3 separate regions of the Cricetulus griseus genome follow, and all the other regions are linked to region 1. The links are chromatin contacts, called in public Hi-C maps. All regions are on one chromosome and are shown on one strand. The core of a region is the stretch at or near the end of the contact, and the rest is flanking DNA. Distances in the headings are between cores, read along the strand shown.

Region 1 (3,645 bases), core at 819-3,318:
AACTCTAGTTAAAGAGTCCACAAGGTTTCACTCAATATATATATATATATATATATTTATATATAAATATATACACAGCATTCAGTAGGCTCATGTCAAATAGGCCATTTCTGACCAAAGACTTCATTTAAGTAACCGAATACTGGGTCCTTCGGGTAGTCACGCTCCACCTTTGAAAAAAGGTAAAGTCTGCTTCAATTGGGCAATTCCTTGTGATTTTTTAACATTTTTCGATCCCCATGGTGGGAATAGTATATAAAGAAAACCTTCCAACTGTAGAAAGGGCATTGAAAGTCTCTCATAAATAACGGTATCACAGTCCGGGCTGGAGAACTTCTGGGGAAGATGGTCACTCTCCCTTTTCCTTCCGTTTGTTTTTCTTTTTAAAAAGGTCCATTCAAATTGTCCTCCTGGTGAAATGGTTGAAAAGAAAAGAAAAAAAAGTTCAGCAACTTAACAGATCCTGTAGACTTCTTGTTGTGCAAAAAGAAAAGAGAAAGTAAAAAGAAAAAAAGTCCCAAGACGCCTGCAAAAGATTGGGAGAGAAAAGCAGCTTAGGGGTGAGTAACCTAAGGGCAAAGGCGGGCAGTCTGGCGCCGGGGAAGCCACAGTTTGAGCATTTGAATCAAACCCTGGCTCTGGTGTCCAGATGCAGCACACATACCCAGCCTCAACAGCACAAATTAAACATGAAAATAGCAGAGACTCGAGGGGGAAACTTCCCAAACCCAGTCTCCTATTTGGATCTCTAACAGCCCGCTCACAGGCGCCAGTATGCTTCTTGTAACAATTATTTGATTGAAAACAGCCCTTTAGTCAACAGATAGGGAAATCTGGATCCCAGAGCATAGGGGGCAAGGCTCAGGGTAGCAATCTTCAGCTGGCTAGAGAAACCTCAGCAGTTTTGGGGAAGGAGAATCACTATGGAATTTGTAGCGATAAGATTAATTAGAGCCGAGGTTCGTACCTCATAGTACCACCGCTGGGCTCACAAAAGCCAATAATAACATTTTGTCCTGCCATAAGTTACTGGCATTTCTTTTCTTTTCTTTCTTTCTTTCTTTCTTTCTTTCTTTCTTTCTTTCTTTCTTTCTTTCTTTCTTTCTTTCTTTCAAGGCAAATGTTCTGTAATCCCGAGCAACCACAGCTACAAGCCCCTTCATGTCTATCTGGTAAGACAAGAGGCACCCCGTAACACAGCGAAGTAAGCATGCATTTACCAAATCAAACATTTTACAGACGCACACAAGCACATTACTAAAACGCGCACACAGGAGGAGACACCCGCAAACACTCACCATTTATTCAGCCACAGAGTACTTTGCTATCGTTCGACATAAGCTCAGAAGGGAATTCAGATGCCTGGAGAGAGAGAGAGAGAGGATAAAAGGCAGGATATTAGACAATCTTAAAAGACAGCCTCCCTCTTCCTTTTACGAAAGTGCCAAGTCCCATTTAACAGGTTCACGCTACAAGGCAGATCCAGACGCAGCCCACAGAAGAACTTAAGTAGCGATCTCACGTGAGGCTCGATTCACAGTGCACAGTTTCCTTAAAAATAAAGTTAATGAGCCCGGGCTTTAAGAGTGACAGGTCGGGCGACCCGGAACTCACAGGCAGCAGGGTACTGGCGAGCGAGTCTCACCTGCAAGGACAGAATGCTGATGTCCGTGTTCAGGGTGGTCAACGGCGTCCTGGACACCTGGTTCTGTCCAGGTCTCTGGTGGTGCAGGCTGACGATGGTGGGGTGCGAGTCCAGGGCGATCTGCAGGTCCAAGATGTAATCGATGACGTGCTGCAGGATTTCCATCTTGGTCACCTTCTTGTTCTGCGGGATGCTGGGCACCAGTTCCTTGAGCTTGGAGTAGCAGTCGTTCATGTTGTAGAGCAGGCTCATCGGGTCGTCCACCGGGGTTTTGCTCCGGGAGATGCCCAAGCCGTGGTCCGACAGGCTGTTTTTCCTAACGGACCTCACCGGACTGAAGGCTTTCATGCTGCTCTTAGGAGGGAGCCGCCGCAGGGGGCTGAGCAGGCTGCGCGGCACCTGGCTCGGCTCAGAATGAAGCGCGAGCCGGGCGGGGCGGCTTTTATGCGCACTCGCCCGGGCCGCTGGATCGGGCATCCCTCAGCCGCCATTGGTGGAAGGCGTTCCGTCCATCATGCCGAGCGAGCTATCCCATTGGCGAGTGAGAGCGCTCGGTCCTTCCGCGTTTGCAGCCAATGCCCGTGGGGTGGGAGGAGCGCGCGCGAGCCCAGCTGGGGTGGTAAATTGAGTACAGTGTGCGCTGGTAGACCGGGGGGCCCGGGTGTGCAAATGTGCACGCCTGATTCCAATCCCCAGAGCCGTAGGACCCCCCCCCCACCCCGCCCTGAGGGTGTGCCCGGAGCAAGCCATCCCTGCCCGGGGGCTGCCTGCTGCCCCAAGGTCTCCGCTCAGCAGAGGGGAAGTCATAGGTCGCTAGCGTCAGAGAAGACAGCGACCTTTGCTGAAGGGAAAAGAAGCGAGCCGTTAGGAAGTCACGTTTGCAGAGCGAGTTCCTTCTTTTAAGGTCAAGAAAAGCTATGTTTGAGAGGGGGAGAAAAAACTACCCAGGTACACATTCAGGACAACTTTAGCGTGGGGCTTTGCAACTTGGAGCAACGCGGGAGGCCTTCTGGGAAACTCGGTGACAGGAGTGTTGCAGCGAACACTGTGCGGTCTCCCTCAGACCGCAGAGGAGCCCCGAGGGACCCGGCAGGTTCAGGATCCCCCCACCCCCCAAGAATGAGGCAGGGTTGGTATAGTGACTCCATTAATCGGAGGCCATTGGTAGGGTTTTCTCACAGAACTACCTTTACATATACCGCCACTGCCCTTGGTCTGTGCCCTTCAGTGTAGGAGTGACGCGATTAATTATGCACAAATCGTGATTTCTGGTGTCACATTCCAGCACTCTCCGCTCTTGGGAAGCTCTTTGTCAGGTAGGTGGTCCTAGCTATTGACTGACAGCTTATCGCTGTTATTAAAGAAAATGCTGTTGCGTATGAGGTTAGGAATCTTTGGCACCCTTTTCAGAGGCAGCAACATTTTAGAAAGTTTGGAGCTCTCGACTCCAGTACTTTAATTCACAGTGAATTATTGCTTTGCAAAAGACTACCGTATATTAGAGCGAAAATATTTCTCTAAAAAATAAAAGTAAAAACAGAAAGGGTAAACTGGTAGTATCATGTTAACTTTTTTTTCTTTTTCTTCATCCACCACATGTAAGAATGTAAGAAAGAGGAAGAAGGCAGAATCCGGGCAAAGCGATGCAGTGGGGGGAACAGTATTTTCCCTTCAATTAATGATTAATTCCTCAGCTGGTGGGCCAGGCAATCTCTGACCTCCACGTGACAGCCATGTGCCCCAGGGCTTCTCTCTAGGGAGGCAGAGTCCGGTGGCGAAGAGGTGGTAAAATCCAGCTAACTCAGTGTGGAGGCTGCAGAGGGACGCTGCCCTGCAGGGAAATCTGCGTGAGCCCCGCAGTGCCGCCTGCAAGTCAGTGACAGAGTTCGGTTGACAACTCGCCTCCGTTATTAAGCCTGGAAGTGATTTACTATCTGAGTCCCCCCACAGTTCGAGCCTCTTGATGTACTGTGTGTGCATGTGTTTCTGTCACATACGTG
Region 2 (3,645 bases), core at 332-2,831, 110 kb after region 1:
GGAGGGTTGGGTTGGGGTTGGGAGGGTGGCTGTATCTCTTGCTGCAGTTTCTCCCCCGCCCACCTCCCTCCCTTTCTTTCTTTCTTTCTTTTTTTTTTTTTTTTGGCCTATGGACTCTTTAGAGACTCAACACACAATCTGCATGTGGGGCAGTTCACCTTTCAAGCTGCCCCATGCAACGGGGGAAACCCTCACACTGCCCCACAGGCGTCCCTGAGGACTCACTGCTTCAGAATGCAACAACTGGGGTGTTGACCACAGCCATCTAATTATGGAAGAAACAACCAGCTTTATGTTGGGTCCAGATATAGCATAGAATGCTCTCAGTTTGGTGTTTCTGTTTCGCTCTCTCCAGGATCTCACCATGTAGCCTGGCTTGTCCTAGACCTGGCTATGTAGACCTATCTGGCTTCTGCTTACAACTAGCCTGCCTTCTGTGCATTTCTTAACTTTTTATATGTTATTTATATTTGTAAAATCAATTAATTATTTTTGTTGTTGTTGTTGTTATTAAGACCGGGTTTCTCTGTGTAGCTTTGGAACCTGTCCTGGAACTCACAGATTTCCACCTGCCTCTGCCTCCCGAGTGCTGTGATTAAAGGCGTGTACTACCACCTCCTGGCACATTTTTTTTTTTAATTAGAAGAATTAAAATAGTGATAAAATACTTATAACCAAGTTTACCATTGTAACCCTTTGTAAGTGCTTCATCTGGGCCTTTATGCTTCTTTTCCATAGTTTTTTATGTTTTGTTCCCCCCTCCTGCCCCCCAGGGTGCTTCCTTCTCCCTGTTTCGCATCCAATGTCTCTATACTTTTGGGTGCCCCACAGAGAACACCACTGCTCCTGAGCGTCCCCTCGGGGCCACTTCAGAACTCTCCAACTACAGCTCGGGGTTGCGTTTCGCTTCCAGAGTTCTTCACTTACTCACGTTTCTGCGATTTGGGATGAGTGTCTTCAGTTTCTGTCTATAAAATGCAAATCACTCCTCTCCCCTCTCAGACTGTTGTGCCCAGAGAGTGGCTGGCTCTTACCCCCGGAAATGGGCCTCTTACTGCCACTGCCCCGGGGCTGGCAGAACAGCTGCGTTGGCTGAGCAGGAAGTGGTGAACAGACTGGATCCTGTTCCAGCACGTCGGGGGTGTGGGGATGGGGGGAAGAAATTTCTGCCAGAGAAGCTCGGCCCAAGGCTGATCACTGACCTCCTGTGTGGTACAATCGATCTGGATCAGCCACATCCCCCTTGTTCCTTCCCCATATGGGAAAGTCGCTGCAGGTGTGCCGAGCCACACAAAGCAGCTTGGGAGATAGCAGCCCAGGAAAAATAATTCCGCCTGTAAACACCTGTGTTAACAAGCGCTGTATTTGTACAGCTATTTTCTTTTTCAAACACTGTTTACACACACCTATTCTCTTACCTCGTTCAGGTGTGTCTTGCATGGCATCTGGGGACCCACTGGCAGGAGGCCAAGCTGCCTTGGAAATGCCTTGTGTCCTCTGCCCAGCAATGTAGTACCTCCGGGACTGCCAGGCCTTCAGCTGGAGCTCTGGGGCTGCTAGGTCAGCCTCTTGGAATGCATTCAGGTCCTTAGGAGCTTGAGGTTTGCAGGCTTCATGTGACCAGAAGGGCCTGCCCAGGGCCTCTTAGGGGACAGTGACCCCAGCTGGATGAAAGAGGACACCTGCTAGCCCAGACCATTTTGCATTTTCACACCCAGTGGAAATTTGAACCCCTGGCCCACCTGATTACACCAGTGGCTAGATGGAGATGCCAGGACCTAACAATGAAGTCTTCCTGGGAGGATAGTGACCAGGGAGTCAGTGGTTTCAGGTCTGCTCTCTGGCTTCCTACAGAGACTTCTAGAGTTCTCCTGGATTCCCTTTGACTCCACAGATGTCCTTACTCAGGCTCCTGGCCTCAAGTCCAGGTGCACACAGACTCATTCAGAATCCTTGCAGCATCCTGTATTCAGGCCCAGGCCTAGGATATGTCATAGCCTGGGGCCTCCAGTGCCACTCTCCTGATGAGAGTGAGACATTGTTATCCTGAATGTTTATTTACTACAAAACCTTTCTCAAAATAGCTACATAGCTATAGAATGAGTGTGCAGACAGTGTGGCAAGAGCCCTGTGCCGCTCCAGCAGCGCCGTTACTGAGGAGGGTTTGGCACCGGGGAACCCACAACTACATTTGACAGTTGATTTCAACATCTCTAATTCCCCCCTAAGTGTTTCTTCTGTCCCAGGATCCTCTTTGAGGCCTGGATCATCACCTGTCCTCTGGCCTGTGACAGTTTCTCAGACTCTCCCTGTCTGGCATGGCCGCACCAGTTTGAGGCAGCATTTTTCTTACAGTCTGAGTATGAGTGTGACCTATCTCTGTTGGTGCTGCCCTCCGTATGCTTGCTGAGGGCGGTGTTCGTCAGGTCCCTTCACTGCCAAGAGCTCCCTTGCAGCACTATTCTCCTTCCCCCTGTTCTTCAGAGGTCAGATAATGCCTGACCTGGGGAGGGGGTGGCCAGTCTCTACCCCTGGGGGGGGGGAAGGCTGTCTCTTCTGGATACTCAGATGGTCTCTGCCCCCCCCCCCATGTATGTACTCACTAGTTTATACCTGTGGGCATGGATGGATTCGTAGGTTGTTATTTTATATCAGGGCTAGCATCCCATCCTTACCCTGTCACTCCATGGCTATAATTGTCCCAGTTCGGGGTCCTGCTGGTGACTCAGTCCTTTCTCTTTCTGAGCACTTCCTCACTCAAGGGAAAGGCACTTTTGCTGAACACCTGCTTGGGCCTTTCATTTGCATTTTCAGTTTTACCCATCCCTTCCCCAAACACTCTCTTCCTCTCAGACCTGCAGTCTTCACTCTGGTCTTCACAGTAGTGTGTGTCATGGGAGACTTGAGGTGGGGAGGCAAGTTTGCACTCCACTTCTGTCCCTCGCCAGCTGCACATTTGGGAACAGGTTCCTTAGACTCTGCTGTGCATGAGTGGAGGTCAGAGGTCAGTCTTCAGTCTTCAGTGTTGTTTCTCAGGAGGCATCTGCCTTGTTTTTTTTTTTTTTTTAAAAAAAAAAACAGGTTTGCTCAACATAGTCTGGAACTCATCCAGTGGGCTAGGCTGGCTGTCTAGCCTAAAGATTCACCTGTCTCTGGTCCTGAGATTAAGTGATCTGGGTAATTTCTTGACCTTTAGTGACCCAGATTGGACCAGATGGGCTTTGAAGTCTCCCTCTTTTCTGATGTCCCATGCAGGCCCAGGTACGGGTACCTGGAGGTGTGGGTGAAGAACAGAGACAGCTGGGGAGGGGCCACAGGCTAGAATCAACTTTGTAATTCTGCAAGTAGGAAAGACATCTGTTTTCCCTAGGAGAGGGGACTTAAACCCTGAAACTGTGACCTTTGGAGGCAAAGCCCTTTGCTGGGTGCTTGGGCTCTTTGCATAACCAGGTTGACCGAGCACAGGCTGATCTGATGGTATGCTAATTCCCTTGCCTTTGTGTGTAGGCAAATCCACATGTTTGTCCCATTGCTATTAGAATCGGTCTCTCATGAGCTCTTCTCATCCCAGCAGTGGTGCTTTAACTTCTGTCACCAAGTGGGATTTTGGTGAGGGTGTGAAGTTGGTTATCTATTGTGCATTTT
Region 3 (3,645 bases), core at 665-3,164, 91 kb after region 1:
TCACCTCCTTCAATATGGCCACACCTCCTAATCCTTCCCAAACTGTTCTATCAACCTCAGACCAAGTATTCAACTATATGAACCCATGAGGGCCTTTCTCATCCAAAACACCATAGCCTTGCCTCTTTAAGGTTCCAGAAACTTCCCAGATAGCACCACCAGCTGGCCGCCAAGTATCCCAATACACCAGTCTTTGGGGGACTTCTCACATTCAACCTGTAACACACAACAACCCTTCTGCTCCAGCTGGGACTGGTCACTGCCTGTTCTCGGTTCCCTGAGCAGGTAGTAAGGCCGTAAGTAGAACAACCATCTCCTAATATGCTCTGAGTGTGAGACTTTGGTGCTCAGGGCAGTTGACTATGCTTTGCTATTCCCGAATTTGCCTTCAGTGATGAAATTGGCCAAGGCAGGAGTGTTTATACCATATAAATTGGCACAAGCTTCAAACAGAGCTGCTTTAATTCCCCTACTCCCTGGACCTGACTGTTGTATATCTCCTAGCATGCCACGCTCCCAAGACCCAAGAACACCGAGGCTTAATGAGTGGAAACCTCCACCTCAGACAAGGCCCCTGTCTGGATTGGATGTCAGGAGGCCTCTGGCTTCCTTGAAGCTTTCTCATCTTCCCCATGTGTCTGGAAGTCTTCTGTCTTTCAAAGACCATGGTGGCCCGGGCTCCTATTTCCTGGGCTCTGGAGGTCTGGACAGCAGGAGGGAATCAGGGCTGCCTACCATGGCCCTTCTTAGTGTAAACTGTAGCAACTTCTGGTTCTTTCCCTCCATTTCCAGGAAGCCCAGGGAGGGTGGGGTGAGCCCCAGCCTCTCAGAGCTGACATTTCTACTTGCCAACACATAGTGAGAATTAATGACGGACATAAGCATCATGTAAAGTGACAGGGGAGGCAGAGGACTCTCTCCTCCCTGAAAGACAGACGGGCCATGCTATGCTTCATCTGTAGAGCACCTGCATGTGCTGGGGCTCTCCCAAGGCAGGTCCCCATGCTTGCTCCATTTGACAGATAAGGAAACTGAGGTGCAAAGAGGAAGTAGCCTATCACAGACAAACACTGTGAGGGGCGGATGCGAGAGCTCCTCAAGGGGCAGCACCTGGGCCTGGCTTCCACATTCCTCCAGACTCAAGTGCAGATATGGACTCTGGACCAACATGACATTTGGACCCCTTGTGGGCATCTACATCTCCCTGACTCTCTGGATGAAGAAGGGGTTTCTCCAGTTGCTGTGAGAGGGCAGCAGGAAGTACTGCTGTCCTACGTCTAGACTCCCAGTTGTATATCGGGCCCCTGAGTTCTCCGAGGCTCACTGAGGCAGCTGGGAGGGTCCCGAGGCCTTGGAATCATGGTGTTTGTAAGTCACCCAACAAAGTGAGGCCGAGCATGGGTGGGTTTCTCTTGGCTACAGATGATGCCCAGATCCCCTATTCCTTCATATAAGCCCACAATGTCCACTTCCATGCTACCATGCTAATGGGCTCATATATTTCCCCATTCAGCTGATGGTGAATACTGTGCTATTTTAAGCCCACATGGAAGTATTTTTTTTTTTTTTTTTTAGGACCATCTGCTACTGGCCCCAGCCCAGATGATACAGTTGGAGCCCTACCCACAGCATCCTCTCCCGCCTTCAGATGGTTCCAGGAACGAGAGTGAGTCAGACCCAGCTGAAGCCTGCCTTGTTAACCCAAGCCATAGCCCAGGGGCCCAGCACAGGGGACCACCTGCTTACGGGGCAGGTGTTCTCTGCAACCTCTCTGCACAGGAAGGGAATCTCACCCTAAGCCTCAGACGGGCATTCAGACCCACCCTTCCAGATGTGCCCCTTCCCTTTTCAGGGGACTGCAGTCAGTCACAAGTTCAAGAGCAGCTGCTGCAGCTCCTTGCCATAGCAGCTTGTCACAGAGTGAAACTGGTGGCTCATAGCTTGGTCACTTCCTGCCGCGGAGGCTCTCAGAAGAACTCGTGGATCTACTTTGGGTGTAAAAAAGGCGGGTGCCTTTAGGGAAGGGGCTGCCCAGCAAAGGTAGTGTCCTGGGCAGCCCTCTACCTGGGCCACCGAGAAGGTGACTTTAAACACCTGTGCCTCAGTGTGCTCTTCAGCTACAGATTCAGGCATAGCTGCATCTCTCCAGCTGGCTGCTCTTCCTTAGCAACTAATGGCTCATTGTGGAGAGAGGCCACTGGCATCCAGTGCACAGGGAGGATACTGCTCACACTTCTGGCTTACAGGCCATGCTGTACAGAGCTACATTACCCGATCTTGGCCCATATTAGCTTTTCTGTAAATACAGGGTAATGTGACCTATCTCCTATGATGCACATGAGTGTTATAGAGGATCACATATGGGAAGGGTCTGTTCTGCTGCCCACTGGTCATGTTTTGTAGAATTGTGAGCTGTGATGGTACCCTCTGAGTCTACTGAGAAGCTGGAGGGAGCTGAGGGGTCACAGCCTCTGGACTTGTCACCGTCTTTATGTACTTGTTGACCCTTGGCCTTTCCTTGCCATAGAACAGGCCTTTTCACTGGAGAGTTCATGGGTTATAGTTACTTTGATTCCATGAGTGTTTGCTCCAGCCTGGCTGTCACACCACATCAAAATTATTGTAGCTTTTGCCTTTGTCCATGACTGTGGGAACCTGGGAATCCCAGAGGCCAGGACATGGCTTGGTGTTTATCTTTTCTGAAGTCCCCTTCTCCTTCAGTGGATATGGTGTGCTTGGATGTGCTTGTGTTGGGTGGAGCCCAGCCTCATTGTGAAGTCACGGTGGCAGTCCCCACAATGGGTCCTGGAGTCCTGTTGGGGCCTGAACCCTTTTGGCCTGGAGTCCTGCTAGCACAACTTCCTGCTCTGGAGTCTCTCTGCTGCCCCTGTAGAGCCTTGCAGTTTATCTGTGGTCAACTTTCTCACCCATTTCCTGCCAGCTGCTACTGGTTTTTCAGTCAGCTTCTACAACTATGGTAATTGGGAAAGGGCACAGACTGCTGTCCGAGTGATTCATCAGCTGTGGCAGTCGGGACGTGGAGACAGGGGCATACCCTGTGTAGAGAGGGGCACCTCCACCCAGCCTGGGTCTGTCCCCTGGACTCTGTCAGTAACACAGAAAAGACCATGGGACACACACACATTGTGAACAAAAAGCTGGTGTATGCATTTGTGTGTACATGTGAGGCACAAGGGAATTTTTTTTAAAAACTGGAGCCAAAGTAAATGGTTTCATGTTTTGAGAAGTCTGAACATGGCTCCTTTCAAGGGGAACCCTAGCCTTCTCCCTGAGGTATTAATGGGTGAATGTGGCACACTCTGATTAGGCTATCTGATCATACTTAAATTTTTGTCCTTGGCATTTCCAAAAATGAAGAGAAGGAAATTCCCTCACTGGAGCAGATTACTCCTCCAGACTGAACACTTTGAATGTGTCTACTCATTATTCTCGTTTTATGCTTTGAAACAGTGTTTTGGAGTTGCTCAAATGCTGGCAATCACTACTCAAGGGTGTCTATCCAGAGACTTCTCTGCAGGGGTGGAACCCTGTATGGACAGCAGAGTCCCCAGAGGGTGGGACTAGAGGGAGAACTTGTGTGTAAATGGTGGGGTGTGGGAGGTGGGGGCGCCAGGCCTGGCTCCC

Evidence for each region. A called contact is a pair of places that touch in the nucleus more often than the background predicts.
Region 2: a contact with region 1 is called in a Hi-C map of the CHL-YN cell line, with 6 times the contacts expected there. The contact joins the enhancer-like site here to the promoter of Id2 in region 1. A contact is called at or near these places in 2 of 8 Hi-C or Micro-C datasets (the CHK-Q cell line and the CHL-YN cell line).
Region 3: a Hi-C map of the CHO-K1 cell line shows a contact between it and region 1, with 3 times the contacts expected there. The contact joins the enhancer-like site here to the promoter of Id2 in region 1. A contact is called at or near these places in 3 of 8 Hi-C or Micro-C datasets (the CHK-Q cell line, the CHO-K1 cell line and fibroblasts).

What each region holds. Positions count from the first base shown.
Region 1 is chr7:27,970,934-27,974,578 of CriGri-PICRH-1.0, forward strand. It overlaps Id2 (DNA-binding protein inhibitor ID-2), which reads right to left and starts at 2,069. Exons shown (of 2, transcript XM_027424708.2): 1 at 1,646-2,069; 2 at 1-410. The coding sequence starts at 1,993. The coding sequence ends at 384.
Region 2 is chr7:28,083,075-28,086,719 of CriGri-PICRH-1.0, forward strand. No RefSeq gene overlaps it. Among named protein-coding and RNA genes, the nearest start is that of Id2, 110 kb to the left of the region's middle. Within about 2 kb of position 1,582, at least 5 of the 6 cell types and tissues checked have open chromatin away from gene starts, as enhancers often do.
Region 3 is chr7:28,062,552-28,066,196 of CriGri-PICRH-1.0, forward strand. No RefSeq gene overlaps it. Among named protein-coding and RNA genes, the nearest start is that of Id2, 91 kb to the left of the region's middle. Within about 2 kb of position 1,915, at least 4 of the 6 cell types and tissues checked have open chromatin away from gene starts, as enhancers often do. A contact at or near this core is called in the CHO-K1 cell line and fibroblasts, where this site is marked.